Linked DNA regions of Mus musculus: region 2 is linked to region 1. Evidence: chromatin contacts called from public HiChIP or PLAC-seq data. All regions are on one chromosome and are shown on one strand. The core of a region is the stretch at or near the end of the contact, and the rest is flanking DNA. Distances in the headings are between cores, read along the strand shown. Region 1 holds the start of Rsph9 (radial spoke head 9 homolog (Chlamydomonas)). Region 2 has its middle 36 kb from the start of Mrps18a.

The links. HiChIP or PLAC-seq counts read pairs in DNA pulled down with a chosen protein or histone mark.
Region 2: a contact with region 1 is called in an H3K27ac HiChIP or PLAC-seq map of embryonic stem cells, with 6 read pairs. The contact joins the enhancer-like site here to the promoter of Rsph9 in region 1. A contact is called at or near these places in 1 of 39 promoter capture datasets (liver), 1 of 15 datasets of contacts at CTCF or cohesin (large pre-B cells), 12 of 484 Hi-C or Micro-C datasets (the N1E-115 cell line, embryonic stem cells, large pre-B cells and 3 more), 7 of 115 datasets of contacts at active chromatin or transcription factors (double positive thymocytes, effector CD8 T cells, embryonic fibroblasts and 4 more) and 3 of 9 other capture datasets (adipose tissue, embryonic stem cells and liver).

The regions. Positions count from the first base shown.
Region 1 is chr17:46,141,640-46,147,790 of GRCm38.p6, forward strand. Rsph9 (radial spoke head 9 homolog (Chlamydomonas)) reads right to left here and starts at 2,561. Exons shown (of 5, transcript NM_029338.4): 1 at 2,283-2,561; 2 at 1-73. The coding sequence starts at 2,509. Mad2l1bp (MAD2L1 binding protein) reads right to left here. Exons shown (of 3, transcript NM_025649.3): 3 at 5,746-6,151. The coding sequence ends at 6,133.
Region 2 is chr17:46,072,345-46,078,418 of GRCm38.p6, forward strand. No RefSeq gene overlaps it. Among named protein-coding and RNA genes, the nearest start is that of Mrps18a, 36 kb to the right of the region's middle. Within about 2 kb of position 1,792, at least 230 of the 459 cell types and tissues checked have an H3K27ac peak or open chromatin away from gene starts, as enhancers often do. A contact at or near this core is called in the N1E-115 cell line, adipose tissue, effector CD8 T cells and 7 more, where this site is marked.

The sequences.
Region 1 (6,151 bases), core at 1,311-3,810:
ACTCACCACAGATATCTGCATGGCCATCTCCTCTGTGGCAGGGGGCAAGAGACTCCACTCTGTGCAGTTCAGGCTGCCAACAACAGACAAACATGCTGGACTCCAGTCCCCCTTTGTGCCCTGTTCCCACCACCCTTTTTACAGGAAAACACCTTCACCCCAGGATCCTCCAAGGTGTCCATAGGACAGCCCACCCGAACACTTGATACGCAGTCCGTTTGGTGTATTTCCTACTCTCCTTCAACTATTCTATTTTGGGGAGCTGGAGAAATAGCAGTTAGAAGCACTTGCTGTTCTCCCAGGGGACCCAGGTTTGGTTCCCTAGCCCCCAAATGGTGGCTCACAGCTGTCTGCAACTTCAGTTGCAGAAGATCCGATGCCCTCTTCTGGCCTCTGTAAACACCAGGTCCACACATGGTGTACAGGCATACATGCAGGCAGAACACCTCTAGTGGCTTGAGTATGCTTGACCCGTGGGAAGTCCTACTATTTAGGACGTGTTGGAGGAAGTGCATCGCTGTGGGGGTGGGCTTTGAGGTCCTATGCTTAAGCTCTGCCCAGGATGGAAGAGAGAGAAACTCAACAAATGCTTACACAAACGAGTCTCCTTATCTTGAGCCCAAATGTGGATTCCCAAACTGTACTTTATATGCCTGGTTATACTTTGCCCCCAGGCACTCCATACCAGTTACTCTGCCTATTGTTAGGTCAGGTTTGTCTCTTTGCCTGTGAGTGGTTTTGTTATTTGATATAGGGTCTCTCACTGTAGCCAAGGTTGACCTTGAAATCCTTCTGTCTCAGCATCTCAAGTGCTGTGATTACCGGCCTGAGCCGGTTCCTGCTGCCCTGAGATTCTCAATAGTAAGTGGTGACAACACTTAGCTGACCCTTTGGCTTGGACCAGCCTCGAACTCTCCGCCACCTCCGTCTAGCCTGTCAGTCTCTCTCCTAAATCCCCCCCCCCTCCATTCCCTCAGCCAGTTCCCCCTTCCAGACGCTTGCCTCTGGACACTACAAAGACCTCTAAGTGCCCATCCCACCATACTTCAGATCATCTGCCCACTCAGATATGACCCCGTAGGTGTTCCCTGGTGGCCTACGGACAAAGCTCAAACTCTTGACTTCTCCCGATCGACGGTTGCTGCCTCTGTCCAGTTTACTTCCGGTCTCTTCCCTAAACATGGAAAGCCTTCAGTCAGAGTGCAGGAGGGTCTCTCCAGCTCGCAGCTGTGGGGAAGTGCCCACCTTTCAGAACCCGGAGCAGCTGCTCTCTGATCGAGCTTAGCTCTTCTCCAAAAGCCCGGGACTCTTGGCATCGCTTTAGGATACCTTAGTTTTAGCAATTTTTTTTGAGACAGGGTCTTTACATATTTTTATGTGTATGAGTATTTTGTCTATATGTATGTACATGCACCTGCTGTGTACAGTGTCCTAAGAAGTTCCCTAGAACTGGAGTTATAGATAGTTCTGAACTCCGTGTACGTGCTACGGATTGAATCCCAGCTACGGATTGAATCCCAGTGGTTCAGAAGAGTACCCAGTGCTCTTAAGGTTTAAGCCATGTCTCCAGCCCCCAAATTCCCAGAGGGGCTTCAAACCCCCTGTGTATTTGAGACTGACCTTGAACCCCTGATCCTCCTTCAATACTGGTTTGATGCATGGGTAGATAAATGAAGTCCCCGGATACCTCCTGCTTGGATGCTTTAATAGCATGATAGGCTCCCCTAGCATCCTAGGGAACCCCGAAAGAGGTTGGGAGGCTTACACTGCAGAATTGCCCCCAGCTCTTTCCCCATTTTACAAGTCTTGCACTTCCAGGAAAGAGCACCTCCCACTGCAGAGCCTACACTCCCCAGAGACGTTTCTAAACAGCTTCAGTACAAATCTCAGAGCGTCTGACTTCTCCAAGCCAAATCCAGTCCACAGCTAGAACCTGAATTCTACACCAGTTGCCATCTCCGGGACTTCTACATTCTGTGCCCGCTCAGTTTATTTAGCCTTCTGTCTCTAACGAATCCATCTAGACCAGTTTCCCATGCAAATCCAGGCTGACAATGCTGCCTCCTTGGACCCTGCCCAGGCCACTTTCCCACCCTGTCAGGATCCACAGGACCCTCACAGTTCCGTGACATCTCAGTCCTCAAGCTCCTCATTTCCCTCCTCAAGCCCCACCCACAGGTGCTTCCTGCGTAGGTCCTGGGCGCACCCACCTTCCCCAGCTGGAGTTGCACCCAACACCCTTCGGGATCCTCCTGCAGCCTTATCTGCCAGAGTCGCCTCACCTGTAGAGCGTCTTGCGTGGTGCGAGCTGGTCCTCACTCAAGCCCTGTGCGATGTAGTAATCCGCCACAAGGCCAAGGATGCGGCCCCAGAAAAGGACCCTCGCGAAGCGGTAATCGCGCTTCACCAGCATAAGGGACGTGAGCAGTGAGGCCCGACGGTCAGGGCTGAGTCCCTGCCCACTGCCAGACGCCAACTCCAGAGACAACAAGAGGCTGTCGGCGTCCATCAGGCCAGCCGTTCTCCTCCAAGCTAGTCTGGCGGGTAGAAGCTGTCTCCATGGAGACCCTGAGCCCCACCCCTTAAGCTAGCAGGAAACAAAATACCACCCACCGGACCGCCCATCTCGCCAAACCCGCCCTTTCCGGGGGCCACGGACTTTCACAGTACAGTGTAGACTCATGTATTCTGTTATCCCAGCGCGGCTTCCCTATATGTGCACTCCACATTACGTACTCCATTTTTGCCCATACGGACTTGGGAAGAAACCCAATACAAAGCCACAAGGCCACTAGCTGTATTATTTCAACCTGGGAATATCACTTCTTGGCCTGAGAATTTTATGAAGAATCTGATACCTTGGCTCTAAAAGCAGTTTCTGACACCTAAACCCACCCAAAGCCAGGTTTCACCAAATAGGTTCTATCCAATCTGACCCCTCCAGTTTTCACGTGAGAGCTCTTTGTTTACTCCCAGGACTAGTCTGACAAATCGGGGAAATCCTTGGAAAAGAATGTAAAGGGTGACAGTTTCCCAGGGGTGGTGGCCCACACCTTTAATGCCAGCCCTCAGGAGGAAGAACTCTTTTGAGTTCAGGGCCAACCTGGTCTACATAACAAGGTCGCAGCTAGCCACACGACTGAAGTGTGTAGAGCTTCATAGTCTCTTTAAAAAAAAAAAAAAAAAAAAAAAAAGCCACTTACAGACTACATGTGTGTCAGCTACATAACTTTGGGCTCCACAGCTGTTCAGACCCAAATAGTAGCCACAGAGGATCAGCTCTGTATTCCCTAGGCTAGCCTAACTCAGGCGAGTCTAACCACTGCTACATCACATCCGCTGCTGTTCTGGAGTCTCCAAAGTCAAAATCACCGGGGTCCTCTGAAGGCTTGTTTCAGGCCTTGTCAATGACTGATCTTATTTCTGGATTCCTTTGTGGAAGACTCATGAAGTCAACATGCCCTGGGCCTCCAAGCCAAGCCCAGAGAGAAATAAGTGTCTAATTTGCTCAGATAATTACTTTGTTTTGATGTTTTGATTGCCTGGGCATTGTTCATCGAGGCTTTTTAAATGGGCATTAGAGAGCTGACCTGGCCGGTCATTTCAAAGAAACTTATGCCGCCCCCCCCCCCCCCCACACACACACATCAGGTCCTGCCCTCCACCATCATGCCCTGCTTTGGTAATATGGCTTAATTCTTCTGTAAAGCGATATCAGACACAAAAACAACCAACAGTTTGGCTGACAGGATACACTTCAGGGGAGGTCACACAGAACACAGCCCAAGCATCTTGCGTTCCCCTATACTGGATTTACCCATCAGAAATGAGTTCACATCAGGAGCCAGAATCTGAAGAAGGCCTTCTCAGAGCTTGGTAGCACATCCACTAGGGACAGAGCAAATCCTGGCTATTCCAGAGAAAAACCGCACTAACGTTAGAACACAGGGAAGAGCAGTTTCTGCAGGCAGTGAACAGCTTTCAAGTCATGCTTTGCCATTGAAGCCAGTGGTTTCTAACTTTCCTAGTGCTACAGCCCTTTAATACGGTTCCTCCTGTTATGGTGACCCCCCCCCCCAAACCATAACATTATTTCATTGCTACCTCATAACTATAACTTTGCTAATTATGAATCATAATATAAATGTGTTTTACAAGTCTTAGGTGACCCCTGTGGAAGGGTTGTTTGACCCCCAACGGGGTTGTGACTCACAAGAACCTCTAACTTAAGCAAACTAGCCTTGCCAAACCTTACCTTTATAATGGGGTAGTAACCTATACATATAAGTTAGCATTAAATAATATGTATAAGTGCTTTTTTGAGGCAGGGTCTCTACATAGCCTTGGCTGTCCTGGAACTTACTCTGTTGACTAAGCTGGCCTTGAACTTACAGAGATCAGTCACTCTCTGGCTCCCAAATGCTAGATAAAAAGCATGTACTACCCACCCCAGCCTTGTTTGTAAGCCTTAAACACAGTGTATAGGTACAGGAAGCGGGGGTGGGAGGTGGGGGTGGGGGTGGGAGGGGGATGATGATGATGCACAAGAGCAGAGGGCCCACTGAAGGGTGTAGACTTGGAAGTCAAGGCTGTCTGCACATACTCTGAAAGGACTTGAAGGTGGGAGGAGTCACGTTGGGGGAGGAGCAGAAATGGGAGTTTGAGATGACTATGATCAAAATACACTGTACACATGTATGAATTTTTCAGAGAACAAAAGATTCTAAGGAGAAATAGTGGGTTTTTAAAGGAAGGAGAACTAATCCTGGCTGAACCTAATGGACAGCCACAGAGGGGCCCAGCCACAGGGTCCCAACCCCCAGGACTGGACTTGCAGCTTCCAAAACATAGGAAAAGAAACAAAGTAAAAACTTGACCTGGCCAGTGGCTCCCGTTCTCAAAAAGAATGTTTTTCTTTTAAGAAACAAAAAAGCCTAGTTAGTCAATGTGTTACAGTGTTTCAACCATTTCAGACACCTTACTCTAACAATCTTATTTGTATGTATGTATGTATGTATGTATGTATGTATGTATGTATGTATGTATGTATGTTTTTCGAGACAGGGTTTCTCTGTGCAGTCCTGGCTGTCCTGGAACTCACTCTGTGTAGACCAGGCTGGCTTCAAACTCAGAAATCTACCTGCCTCTGCCTCCCAAGTGCTGGGATTACAGGCATGCACCACCACTGCCTGGCCTTACTCTAACAATCTTGCATATACCCTAAGGACTTTAACCCAGCATCTCCCTCAGCAGGGCAGGGGTTTTGGCCTCAATTTGTTGCCAGGAGGCAGGAGCCATCGAGCAGTGGAAAGTTGGACAAACGTGTGCTCACAAACTAGGACTAAGAAAGAAGAAAAAAACCCAAACCATTAGCAAAAAATCATGGAATCCTTGAAGTATAACAGGCCCAGGCAACAACAAACGCTTGCTGGTTGTAGAGATGTGAACTTGCAAGCAAATTCTGAAGATGGAGAAGATCATAGGCCTGAGCCTAGGACACACCTTCAGTACCTGGAATGTATCTTCGTTGACAGTGCTTGCCTACCATGAATGAGTCCGGATTCCAATCCCAGAACCAAGTAAACTGGGTAGGGAGGCTTATGCCAAGGACCCCAACATTCAGGAAGTAAAGAAAAGCTGAGGGGCAAGGCTATCCTCTCCTGCACAAGAGACCTCCAAAAACAGAAAGCAAAACAGCAGCAACAACAACCCTGGAGCCTCTAGGCCAAAAGTCTAAATCAAAAGTGTTAGGAAAATTTCATACAGCTTTATTCATCTCATCATATTTAAAATCATGAGTAACACCCACATTATCATCCTGATAACAGTTCTGAAAATCCATAGCATGAAGCAGGGAAGGACCACCTCCATTATTAGAGGGATCTACTGACACAGCCTTGCTTTCTACTCCCAAACAGATCCTCCTGGCGCAGGGGCCTCTGGGAGCCAATCACTGATTCGGGGGACTTTGCTTGATGACAATTATCACAGCCCCAGCCACACACCATCAGTCAGCAGGAAGTCTGGGGAGAGAAGGCACATGGCCAGGACAGAGCCTTCCTCCTCCCTCAGTGGGAAGATGGGTGCCCTAGCATGAGAATGGGAGAGAATTCAGCCATTGTCCTTATACCTTCACTCATGGAAACCTTTA
Region 2 (6,074 bases), core at 542-3,041, 70 kb before region 1:
GGGGGATGTGAATAAGATGAAGTCCCTACCCATGACATCTACACGGCATCATCCCATCCATCCAGCAGTGTTCTGAGCCATCTGGGAGACAGATGTGGAGCACATGAGGACATAAGTAGATCTCTGTTTTTATGACCCAGACCCTCAGGCTCATATTTGAGGATGCTAAGATAGATGTGGCTAGACTACGTCTGCCATTTACATTTGAGCTCAGTACCTACCCTCTCTGGGCTTCTGTTTGCTCTGACAGCTTTCTTGTCTGCCTGGCTGTGTGTATGTGAGGGTTGACACACCGAGAGTGCCATCTCAGGTGTTCTGGTTGTTCTACGTCAGCACCTAGACAGGTCGTCAACACACAGACAGTGCAGAATAGAGTGGTGGAGACCCAAGTCATCCTGGGAGCACGGAGAGGAGCGTCACAGTGCCAGGTGCCACTCAGCCAGAGAAAAAAGAGGGGTTGGACACAGATTCCCTCCCCACTTTATCTAGCCCTGCTTCTCTGGTACCCACTGGCCGCCCACAAGGAAAGTATCTCTCTAAGGGATAGCATAGGTGGGTAAAGGTAAAAACAAAAACAAACAAACAGAACCAGACCATGGTCTGAGGATGGAGCTCAGTGGGTTGAGCTCTTCCCTGGCAGTCAGAAAGCCCTGGGTTCGATCGCCAACATATAAACCAGGCATGGTGGACCACAACGTATGTAATCTCAGAAGTTGAGAGATGGAGGCAGGAGGTCCTCTGAGTTTCATGCTGTGGGATGTATGCACCACACGCATCATACACACACACACACACACACACACACACGCGCGCGCGGCAAATAAATAAAAAATAAATAGAATATAAAAACGTAAACCCCATCTCTCTTCATCAAAGATACACTCGTGGCCGTGGACCCACCCCTCACCAGGGCGGGCAAGACAGTGCCATGCCTTTCTTAGTCATGTCTTCCAGGGCCCTTGCTCTCCGAAGTGCCTGTGGCATCTGTGAGATGGTATAGGTAGGGGACAAAAAAAGCAAGGGCAACTCCCATTCAAATCCCTTCCTGGACCCTTTAGTTCCATGTCCCTGAGCGACCCTTTTGTCAGCCCCATGGAGGGAGGGCAAAGACTCCCCCTTCCAGATGGGTCCAGGGAGGCAAGAAGAACCTACATCATTCTTAGGCACTTGGCTCAAAATGGTAGTGAGCTGACAGGGTTAGAGAAACTGGACGGGCAACATTAGCGTTTGCCCTTTAACCTTTCCCCTCATTCTGCTTCACACATAGGTGTGCGGGGAAAGCCTAGTCCACAGAGACAGGGATGTAGGTCTCCAGTGGCTAGAGGAAGGAAAGACAGATACTGCTGCATAGAAGAAAGACTTGAATCTGAGGTAAGAGGTGCAGGTCTGCAGGACAGATAGGTGGAACTGGCAGGAGAGTTAGCTCTTGGAAAACACCGAGGGCAGGGCGGAAGTCAGCCGGTTCTCCACCCGTCACAACAGCATGCTAACATGGGACCATTCCTTGTCTACTAGTCTCTCCCCAACACCACCTGACCAGGCAGCCCCATTCCCAGTCCTGTGCCCACAAGGACCAGGATGTGGGCAATGCAAGCCAGACAAGCCCTGACGTAGACAGCCCCACGACCCCCAAACGCAGCCTCCTCCACAGCCGTAAGTCAAATAGTCCTTGTGGTTTGGCCACCAGCCAAGCGCCCACACCCCAGCTCACGGGACCGCAAACTTCCCTGTTGCATCAGGTTACACAGCGCGTGCACACAAGCCGGGAGCTTGTTACACAACCTTGGTGCGCGCGCTCGACACCCACACCCTCCGGGTAGCCTGCGGGTCACACAGAGGAAACCGCAGCCTTGTGTGTATAGGGCACAGGCTCTATTCCAGACTTTTGGCATCCAGACCCGGAGGATGGACGGGTAGAGAGTGTGTGTTTGGGGGAGGGAGGTGGGGTAGGGTGGGGTGGGGTGAAGACTCCTGGCTGGGAGCCAGGGGCTGGGAGCTCTCCCAGTGCCTTGCTTGCTATGGAACCTCAGGAGCTCACATTTGGGAGCCTGCTTCCTTCCTTCTACCACGACGGTCCAGATGTCCCCACCCTCAGTGCGAGTTAGTTTCCTCAAACCCCTACCAACCTTTCTTTTTTAATGAAAGCAGAGACGGGGCGTTAGATGAGAGGACTTCTAAATGAGCTTTTCTTATTTTATTACACACATTAGTTTTAATCTGGTCAGTTCTCCCATCATGTGTGTTCTGGGTCTTGCACTTCAGTTGGTCAGACCTGGCATGAAGCACCTTTGCCCTCTGAGCCATCCCACCTGTCCTAAGGGGGCCTTTTCTGTTGGAACTCTTCCAGAAGAACTGAGCCCCTCTGTCAAGCTTAGGGAAGGAAATTTTCTTCTGTGCACTTTTTTAAATAATAATTTTTATTAGAATACAATTACATCATTCTCTGTGCACTTGTTCTTTGCATTATCTTAGAGGAAACATGTTTCACTCTACTTTATAGTAAGTGGGGGAGGGGTGCAGTTGAGACATGAACCTCCCTAGGACCCACATGCCCTCTAACCCAGATAGGACTGTAAACTGGTGTTTCGCTAAGCATTTGTGGCAACACAGGTGCAGATAAACTCAGGGGACCTTGATAAAATGAGGTTTACACGTTTCCTATCCTTGGTTACCAACCTGCTGAGCCAGAACAAGAAGAGAGATGCCTTGGGCCCAGGTGGCTTCTATAGAAGGCATCCCTAGAGACTTTCCAGGTCCTGCTGGAAGCTGGGCTCAGTAGGCCATGAGCTCAGGCAGCTGTGGAGGCCTACAAGGACATCAGGGCCAGATGACCAAGATAGTCACTTTCAACTACATGAGGCAAACCTCAAGCACCTGTCCAGAACTGGTCCTGCACCCTGGCTATGCAGACAGGTAATGATGCAAGAGGCCCACTACCTTGCTAAAGTTACTTAGATCTGCAGTGACCCCTGCTGGCTCTAGGCAAATCAGCCATCTGGCGAGAAGGCCAGGCCCTCCTGTCCCCTCTCCACCATCTATCTGCCTTTCTGTCATGCTCCGCATTAGCTTTGACCCAGCCCCGTCAGGATTCCCCCATGACCACACCCCACTAACAGGGTCTCCCTTCTTCCTTCCATCCCTATAGGCAGAATATTGCCTATAGGCAACATGTTACTGAGTTCTGGGGCCAGTCCTGGGGATGTAACTACACAGGACTCAAGGGCAGTCAACCCTGGAAGATCAAGGCCACCACACTAATAGCAAACCTTCCTCGACTTTCCCAGGAAGGGAGCCAACCCCTTATGGTAGATGATCCCTAAGAAATAAACACCATCCCTATATCAGCCCAGTTCTCAGGAGGGAAACTGAGGCACATACTTTTTTTTTTTTTTTCAAAAATTAAGTAATAAAGCAAATGGCAAGTCTCGGCTTGGAAACTACTAAGCCACCACCAACTATGCCAATTTCCCACTAGCTTGTCCCAAGGGCACCTCTAGTATTCAAAGTACAGTCTTATCTGCCCCATGCTCACCGCTTTGGGAAAGGGTGACTCAGTAGGCCTTGCCCATGCCCTTCAGAAATGGCCCTGTCATCTACATGTGATTGTCATTGAACTCTTTCTTGGAAACCTACAGATTTCATTTTTGTGCCTGGGACTCGCCCTCCTCAATAAAAGCAGCTTAGCTGGAGCTGACTCTGCCTTGGGGGGTGGGGGGGTGGAGTGGGAGGGGGATAACACGACATAGGATTTACACCTGGCCATTCAAGTGCCAGCACATTTTGACCACAGTGACTGGCTCAGAAAGGACATATGACCAACCCTGGCCAATCAAAGGCAGTCCCAGGATTTTCCTGAAGCCACTGGGAACAAAGACTAGCTTTCCATTCTAAAGCTGCTGAATAGGTGTGTGTGTGTGTGTGTGTGTGTGTGTGTGTGTGTGTGTAACTGTTAGGAGCTTTGCCTGGGGGACATTATGCCAAAGAAGGAAGTCCACACAGGACAACAGAGGCCAAAGTCCTGACGACATATTGTCCAGGCTGTGCCAAAGACAGACCCACCCCTGAACTTCTCAGTGGCAGAAACCAATAAATACATACACACACACACACACACACACACACACACACACACACACACACACTGGCCCCTATTGTTGTCTCCACCACATATGAGTTGAGTCCCTGTTCTTTGAAACTAAGATCTTTCAAAGCCGCCCCCAAAGCCCCAGTGTAAATCATTGCTAACGGCTCTGTCTCCCTGGTTTCAGTTCCTGGGTTTATATAGACATGTTGGACATTTTTAAAATACAAATCGACATCGCTGGCCACCCCTTCCTTCAGGATATACTGCCTTGGTTCCTTTTCAAAGGTCCCTCTCCCAGTCCCTGTCACTCCTCCATGCCTCCTCCACAGTGCCCCTTCTATCTGAAGTCCTGGTCGGTTGTTTCTTTCCTTCGCTGGCTCCTTTTGTCTGTAATTAACAGACACCAACTGTAGCTCCGCAAGCAAACAAGAAAGAACATATTGGGGAAATATTGAGCTACATCAGAGGGTAGACTGGGACACGGGGACACACTTGGGAACAAGGCGGACTTAACTCGGCTCTGCTCCAAAGCCTCTCTGTCCCAGGCTACAACAGTCAAAGTCTAAGCCGAGGCTGACCACCCCACCCAGAGATCAGATCCCTTTGCTACTCCATGAGTGTGAGATGGAACCCCCAGTGGTAGAGTGGGTCTGTAGGGATGGACCCCCCTCCAACTCTGGTATGGGAGAAAAGGGCATATGGTTTTTTCAGGCCATGAGACAAGGAGGCAACATCCCCAAAGGGACACCAAAGACAGAAAGTCATAAAATGAAGGTGGTTGCCTTCCTGGGTCCTCAGGGTTGTACTCCACATCCACACCCCACCCCTTCCCTCCTAGCACTAAGGTCTCCTTGTTCACCTTCATAAGAGGTCCCGCTTCCACCAACAGGCCCACAGTTTCCAGTGCCGATCTGAAGCCTGGAACTGTCTCCTGAGTCCAGGCCCTTTTATCTGTGAGGCTCAAAGGCCTCTAACTCTGTGGGGACACTAACCTGTTCTGCTCCCTGAATCTCTTTTTTTTTTTCTTGACAGAGCTTTATTATGTCATCTTGGCTGGCCTGGAATTCACAGAGAGCCCCCTACCTCTGCATCCTGAGTCCACCACACCTAGCCCCAAGTGTACTCTTTTTCTCAGGGCGATGACCTGCCAGGAAACTGGGAGCCATTAAACCATACTAAAAGTCCTGACGGGTTGAGGGCCTCTTCGGACACGCTTCTCTCTGTCACTGCCAGGTTCACGCAGCTAACTCTCTTTGGCAGAGACTCCTCCTCATCGCCCCTCCTTCAGTAATAGAACTGCTGATTCTAGCTAGCTGCCCAGAAGAAAAAGAGACATTTGTCAAGTCTACCCTAAACCTTCTGTTTACTACAAACAAAAATTTCTCCAGTAACCAGCTGGGATTATTGTGACCAATCAATCTCCAGGCAATGATGTTTGAAGCAGACATGGTGTATACCGCCCACAGATGTGCATCCTTAACACAGAGTGTGCCTTTCTCTGTCCTCTTTTATCCTTTCTACTGACTAGAGTGTGGTGTAACGGCTGGAGGTACGGAAGCCATTTTGGGTTATGAGGCACAAGAGCAGAGTTCTTGGCAGTAGGTCTCTCTTGCTCCTGACCCATTGCCTTCATCCTTTCAGGCTCAGCTTCAACGTCACTTCCTCAGGGAAGCCTTCCCAGATTCCCACAGGTCCAACAGGGAGTCTCTCACTGGGAACTAGGCCATTTTTTATGTAATAATTGTTTTTTAAATAATTTTTTAAAATTCAACTTGAACACAATGTCCAAGAAAGCAAGAACTGAACCTGTTTTACATCACTGACTCCCCAGGGCCTGGAATCACCACTCGACAAACCTTAGTGACTAATGACTGGGTGAATGAGCAAACTGCTCAGCTTGTTATTATTCCATTCTATTTGATTTCGTGTTGCTACATTCTGGGAAAGGGCTCCGCGTGTCTCAGGCTGGCCTCGAACACACTATGTAGCC